Regions from separate parts of the Pan troglodytes genome. Here region 2 is linked to region 1. A link is a contact called in public Hi-C data. All regions are on one chromosome and are shown on one strand. Each heading gives the region's core, a stretch centred on a gene start, on an enhancer-like site or on the middle of the called end of the contact. The rest is flanking DNA. Distances are from core to core; before and after follow the strand shown.

The links. A called contact is a pair of places that touch in the nucleus more often than the background predicts.
Region 2: a Hi-C map of induced pluripotent stem cells shows a contact between it and region 1, with 2.0 times the contacts expected there. The contact joins two enhancer-like sites. A contact is called at or near these places in 2 of 7 Hi-C or Micro-C datasets (induced pluripotent stem cells and stem cell-derived neural progenitor cells).

Annotation. Positions count from the first base shown.
Region 1 is chr4:45,689,146-45,692,040 of NHGRI_mPanTro3-v2.0_pri, forward strand. It overlaps LOC104006414 (a long non-coding RNA gene), which reads left to right. Exons shown (of 9, transcript XR_008548232.2): 5 at 2,497-2,791. Among named protein-coding and RNA genes, the nearest start is that of SLC30A5, 130 kb to the left of the region's middle. Within about 2 kb of position 1,601, at least 7 of the 24 cell types and tissues checked have an H3K27ac peak or open chromatin away from gene starts, as enhancers often do. A contact at or near this core is called in induced pluripotent stem cells, where this site is marked.
Region 2 is chr4:46,190,022-46,192,813 of NHGRI_mPanTro3-v2.0_pri, forward strand. No RefSeq gene overlaps it. Among named protein-coding and RNA genes, the nearest start is that of PIK3R1, 270 kb to the right of the region's middle. Within about 2 kb of position 1,385, at least 2 of the 24 cell types and tissues checked have an H3K27ac peak or open chromatin away from gene starts, as enhancers often do. A contact at or near this core is called in induced pluripotent stem cells, where this site is marked.

The sequences.
Region 1 (2,895 bases), core at 351-2,850:
GTGTGTGTGAGTTTTGTAGGATGTGTATTTGTGAATGTGAGAATGTATGCATGTTTGAGTTGTGAGAATCTATGAGTGTATGTTTGTGAATAATGCTGTACACGTTTGTCTAATCAAAGGAAATCTCATGTTTGAGACCACTAGTAAAGGATTTCTCCAAACTTTAGGATTCCTGGAATTTTAGCCAACAATATTCTCTGATATCAGCTTTACTGTGTTGGAGATAATTTCTCTGGAGCAGCTGCATAGAACGGTGTTGGTGCAGAAATCTGGAGTCAGCCTGCTGAGAGGCCTTCTCTGTGTGAACCTGGGCAAATAACCTCTCTGTCCCTTAGTTTCCTTGTCTCTGGAATGTGGATGACAAGAATAGTTCCTACCTTATATGGTAGTTGTGAGGGTTAAATAAATGAGTTAATACACCTAAGGCATTTAGCATGTTGCCTGGCACATAGTAAGTGCTAAATAAATGTTAACTGTTATCAAAGTGTTGGGTAAAAGGAAACTTCATGCCCATTCTGGCTGTCATTTAAAAACTACTTAATGTTTGATTAAAATAGTCACATCAAAGGTCGAAATATATAACAAAGTGGAACGTTTCTTCTCACCTGTGTCCTCCATTCCTGCAGTTCTCACACCCCTATAAACATGTAACCACTGGAATTAGTTCTTTGGGCAAACTTTTAGAAATACTTTATGCTGTAATCCCAGCACTTTGGGAGGCCGAGGCGGGCGGATCACAAGGTCAGTAAATCGAGACCATCCTGGCTAACACGGTGAAACCCCGTCTCTACTAAAAATACAAAAAAAATTTAGCCGGGTGTGGTGGCGGGTGCCTGTAGTCCCAGCTACTTGGGAGGCTGAGGCAGGAGAATGGCGTGAACCCGGGAGGTGGAGCTTGCAGAGAGCCAAGATCGCCCCACTGCACTTCAGCCCAGGTGACAGAGCAAGACTCTGTTAAAAAAAAAAAAAAGTAAGAAATACTTCATGCATGTAGAAGCAAACACAAACATATCTTCTCCTTCTTACACAAATGACAGTATATTATGCATATCGTTTCTATGCTTTTCCTTCACAAACATAACGATGTGGCGATCTTTCTATATTCTTACAGAATGAACTTCCTCACTATTTTTTTTAAAGCTGCATAGTATTCCGTTGTTTGGATCCACCATAACTCACCTACTCATTTTCTTTTGACGGACATTTAGGTTGTTTACAACGTCTTCCAAACTGTCTGACACGATGTTTTTACAGCCCAAATACTGGGCAGAGCCGTCTGCATGAAACATTTCGAGGAGATTATCCATGAACTATGGAAGAGCCGAAAAAAGTTGTTGTATCCTCTCTTTATCCCCGCTTTTTGCTGTAGTAAACTGTAATCAGTCCAGCCAAGAGGGTTTTATGGGATTTGGGCTTTGTACCATCAACATTCATTAAATAATACTGGAATTTGTTCCTGCCACGGATGAAAACTTAGCCAGTTGGTAATAACTTACACATTTGCTGCCTGAAAAGGAGCAAACAGCCGGTAAGGGTGACTAACGTGGACAGTCCGGTCACCCTTCCCCAGCACGGTGTCCACTCACCAGCAGAGGGCTCTCTCCTTTTGGGAAAAATACAAATGTCTCCGGGAAAGGTTTTAAACTTCACAGCCTGGCACCCAGTGTGGTGTTTCTCTTCTCTGCAGTGGATTGGTGTGTCGCTCCCTTGAATATTTAGGGATTAGCTGAATACTGAATTTGTCTGTGTTTTGAGTGTGTTTATGTGTGGGGTGTTGTGGAGAGGAAGAGAGTCCAGCATTCCCCAGAGGTCTGAGGAGAAAGCCTGTGACTTGATCCAGAACCAGGGATTATAGTTTTTCCCTTCTTCAGGGTATGAGGCATCCTGGCCTTGTCCTATGTTTCAAGATTAGAAACCACACACATATATCCCAGTTTTCTGGGATATGCTTGTGAGATGATCGGGCCGTAAACCCTGTTTATATGACCCCTGGTGACTGCTCTTTCAGGTTAGTGTTCCCAAAAAGTCAGGTGAAAATCTGTCTCATTACTTTCAAGGGGAAGAGGAAAAGCACTGACCACCCCCCTATCCCAACCTTTTTTTTTAAGGACAGAGTCTCACTCTGTCACCCAGGCTGGAGTGCAGGGGCGCCATCTCAGCTTACTACAACCTCTACCTCAAACAATCCTCCCACCCCAGCCTCCTGAGAAGCTGGGACTACAGGCACATGCCACTATGCCTGGCTATTTTTGTATTTTCTGCAGAGGCGGGATTTCAGTATGTTGCCCAGGTTAGTCTTGAACTCCTGGGCTCAAGCGATCCACCTGCCTCAGCCTCCCAGAGTGTTGAGATTACAGCTGTGAGGCACCATGCCCAGCCGGCAGTGCTGACATTAATTTAGCATTTCCTGAGGTAGTCTAGTGAGGTTAGGCCACTGAGTCCTACTTCTCTCCATTCTCATTGGGTTGATATTCCTGCCCTTTCCATCCCAAACAGTGCAGTTCAGGAAACCAGGCTGAAGAATGTGAAATACATCGCCCAAAGTCAGACACGGAGGAATGACTGCTTCGGAGCTAGCAAGTTCCTGAGCTGGAATTGCACCACTGGCCTGTAGAATCCAAACTGTTTTCTACCAGAACAACTCCTTCCCTGCAGGAAGCAGGGTGTGCACAGCTGAACCCTGGTCTGAGAAGGTTGAAGTCACTGACTCAGCCCCAGCAAGGAAGTTGCCCTTCGACTTCTGACCTCTGGCCCTGTTTGAAAACCAACTCAAATCGTTTTTCTTTTTCAGGTAAAGACAAAATGATGCCATGAATTTCTATTTTCTTTTATTCAGGGCACACCTAGGCTAATATTGAACAAACTTCAAGGAAATGGAAGACACAAGGGGTTTGA
Region 2 (2,792 bases), core at 135-2,634, 500 kb after region 1:
ACCATCTGTCATACCATTAAGGCAGTATCTCTTGCAGGTGAAGATACAGCAAAAAGTTGGGCAATTTAAAAAAAAAAATCTGGTTTATGTAAAGAACAAAATCTGAAAGAGAAAAAAACAAAAGAAAGCTTCCCTGTTTTTTTCAACAAGGAGTTTCATGAAAAAAATAATAAAAGGAGGGAAGAAACCATGCTAGATTAAAGAGCTTTAAGGGACATAATACTAGATGCAATGCAGGGCCCTAGGTTTGAGTTCGGTTTGGACAAACCAACTGGAAAGGACATTTTTGGGGACGAGCAGGAGGAATTTGAATACAGACTGGGTTTTAGATAAGATGAAAATTTATTGGCAAGGAAAGATGGAGATCATTAACTAAAAAAAGCAGGTTACAAACAGCATGTACAACATGATCTCATTTTGGTAAAAATATGTATATGTATATTTATACACGCATAGAAAAAGCTTTAAGGATATACACACAGGTGTTAACAGTGGTAATCTATGGGTGGTAGGAATATGGTGCTATCGTTTTCTTATTTTTCTTTATCTGAATTTATAACTTTCGACAAGGCACAAATGCTGCTTTTGTAATAATAAAAATTAAAACATGAATTCATTTTAGAAAATTTTAAAGCAGGCTTAAGCAGACCCAGATTTTCACTGAAAGCTGTCCAGGACATTTTTTCTACGTCCTCCACCTTAGAAATGAATAGTGTGTCCCAACTTCTGAGTAGGTCTCCGCATGAAGGATTAAAAATTTTTGCAGTCCTTGAACTAAAAGTGAATCAATCAGATATTGAGCATGCATACATTTTCCACTAGCAATGTCAGTAAGGGACCTTCCCATCAGTAGCAGGAAAGGTTGCAAGAAAGTAACCCTCACAGGAGGTGCTCACATCATTACCAGGCAACTTCTACACAGCCATTTCCCACTCTAGTGGAAAAATCCACAGTTTATCAACTGTTAAGGATAGTAAATACATAGAAAATTTAGAAAATGCTGAGTTCCAATGTTATCTGAGAAGTGAAGGAAAGAGAGTTTTGAAGAAAACCATAAAAGACCAGAAAGGTCACTACTGGACACTATTAAGCTGAATATCAGGGATTTGTAACCAAGCCCCAGCCTTATCCCAAAGGAACTGGAAAAGTTCCCAGCCATGGTGGTCCTCATATTCTTTATCTGTAAAATTAGGTCTAGATGAAATCTAACATTTTTATTTGCTTCAGAGCATGGTTCATTACATAACAAAATATTATGTTGCACACTAAGTCACAACATTAAATATAATAAGAGAATTTTGCAAATATCCTCTTCCTGGATTCTTACACGGTGGAGGAAGTTGCCTGTAGAGGGCACTAGTCAGTTAATAACATCTGAATCAGTTTGACTTGAAAGCAAGAAGGGACCTTAGGGGTCACATAGTGGATCCCTCTCTTACAGAGAAGAAACTGAGCCCTAGTGAGATTAGGCGACTTGCTCAGAATCACACAGTTGGCATTTTCACAGAGCTGAGATGGAAAAAAGAACTCTGGTTCATGTTAAAAAACAAAAACCAAACCCAAAAACCTTACAAAGGCCTAGAAATTGAATTGCATTTAGTTGTTCTTTTAATGAATCACCCACCGTGAAAAATAATAAAAAGATTACCATCACCATAAAAAAGGAGACCATCCTAGGAAGCCTACTCTTCAGGACACTAGGAGACAATTAATTCCAGTGTCACTCCCAGCCATAGGGTTATTCAGTGAAATTCCCTTGGCCCATAACCATTTTGTTGATAACCTTTGCTGTCTAAACATCCCTTTGCCAAATTTACACAGCACTCAGATTGCACTGGGGGACAGGATGGTATATAAGAGAGGGGACGGACTTGTTTTTCTTCCTCTCAGCCCTATCAACAGCAGTTAAGTGTCAACCAATGGATTGGATCTTCTTCATTCACTGGTTAAAATTAGGCAAACAACTGGACTGGCAATGTGGCTCCCTGAGGCTGGTGTCTGGTTATTTCAGTCACCTTACAATCAGATTAGATCTATCCACTTTGCAAGATTGCCCCTTCCTTGCCAACATACTAGAAACCAGTTTATCTGTTCAAATACTGCATATGGACCCAGACTCTGTAAAACCATGACTAGGATGTTTGATGTGTTATCTTAGGGTTTTTCTGTTTGTTGCTGTTTTGAGAAATAGACATGTAGGTGGTAACATGCTGCAGTAGAACCATCGACTTTGGAGCCCACTAGACAAGGCTTAAATTCTGCCTCCACTTGTGTGTCAGCTGGGTCTCCTCACTGTATTGCTTGACTCTGAGTATCAGATTTCTCATCACGGTATTTACCTTACAGACTGAGGATTAAAGGAGAAAGTTCATATGAAGTGCCTAGATCAGCACCTGGCACTGTACAAATGAGTCTCCCACTTGAAGAATATGGCCGGTTTTCAGAATTAGGAGAGAGTAAGCAGTAGAATTCCACCATGTAATGAATTCAAGGTCATGGCTATTGAAGGAAGGTATTGTCTTTAAAACGTCCCATGAAAAATAGCTTAGATAAACATTCTAGTAGATAAGCTTCAGAAAAGTAATTTTTAACCTACTCCAAGCTAATGCCATGGTGTTCTCATTGTTTCTCTACTTTTATAAACAGTGGCATTACTAAATTACAGCCTAAATTCCTCCATGCATTTTAGTGGTGATCCAAGAGCATGCTCAGTTAAAAACATGGGTGGAAGGATTTAGGAGAGTTAGCCACCTCTCCCTACACAATATTTCTAGGGTGCAGAGACAACACTT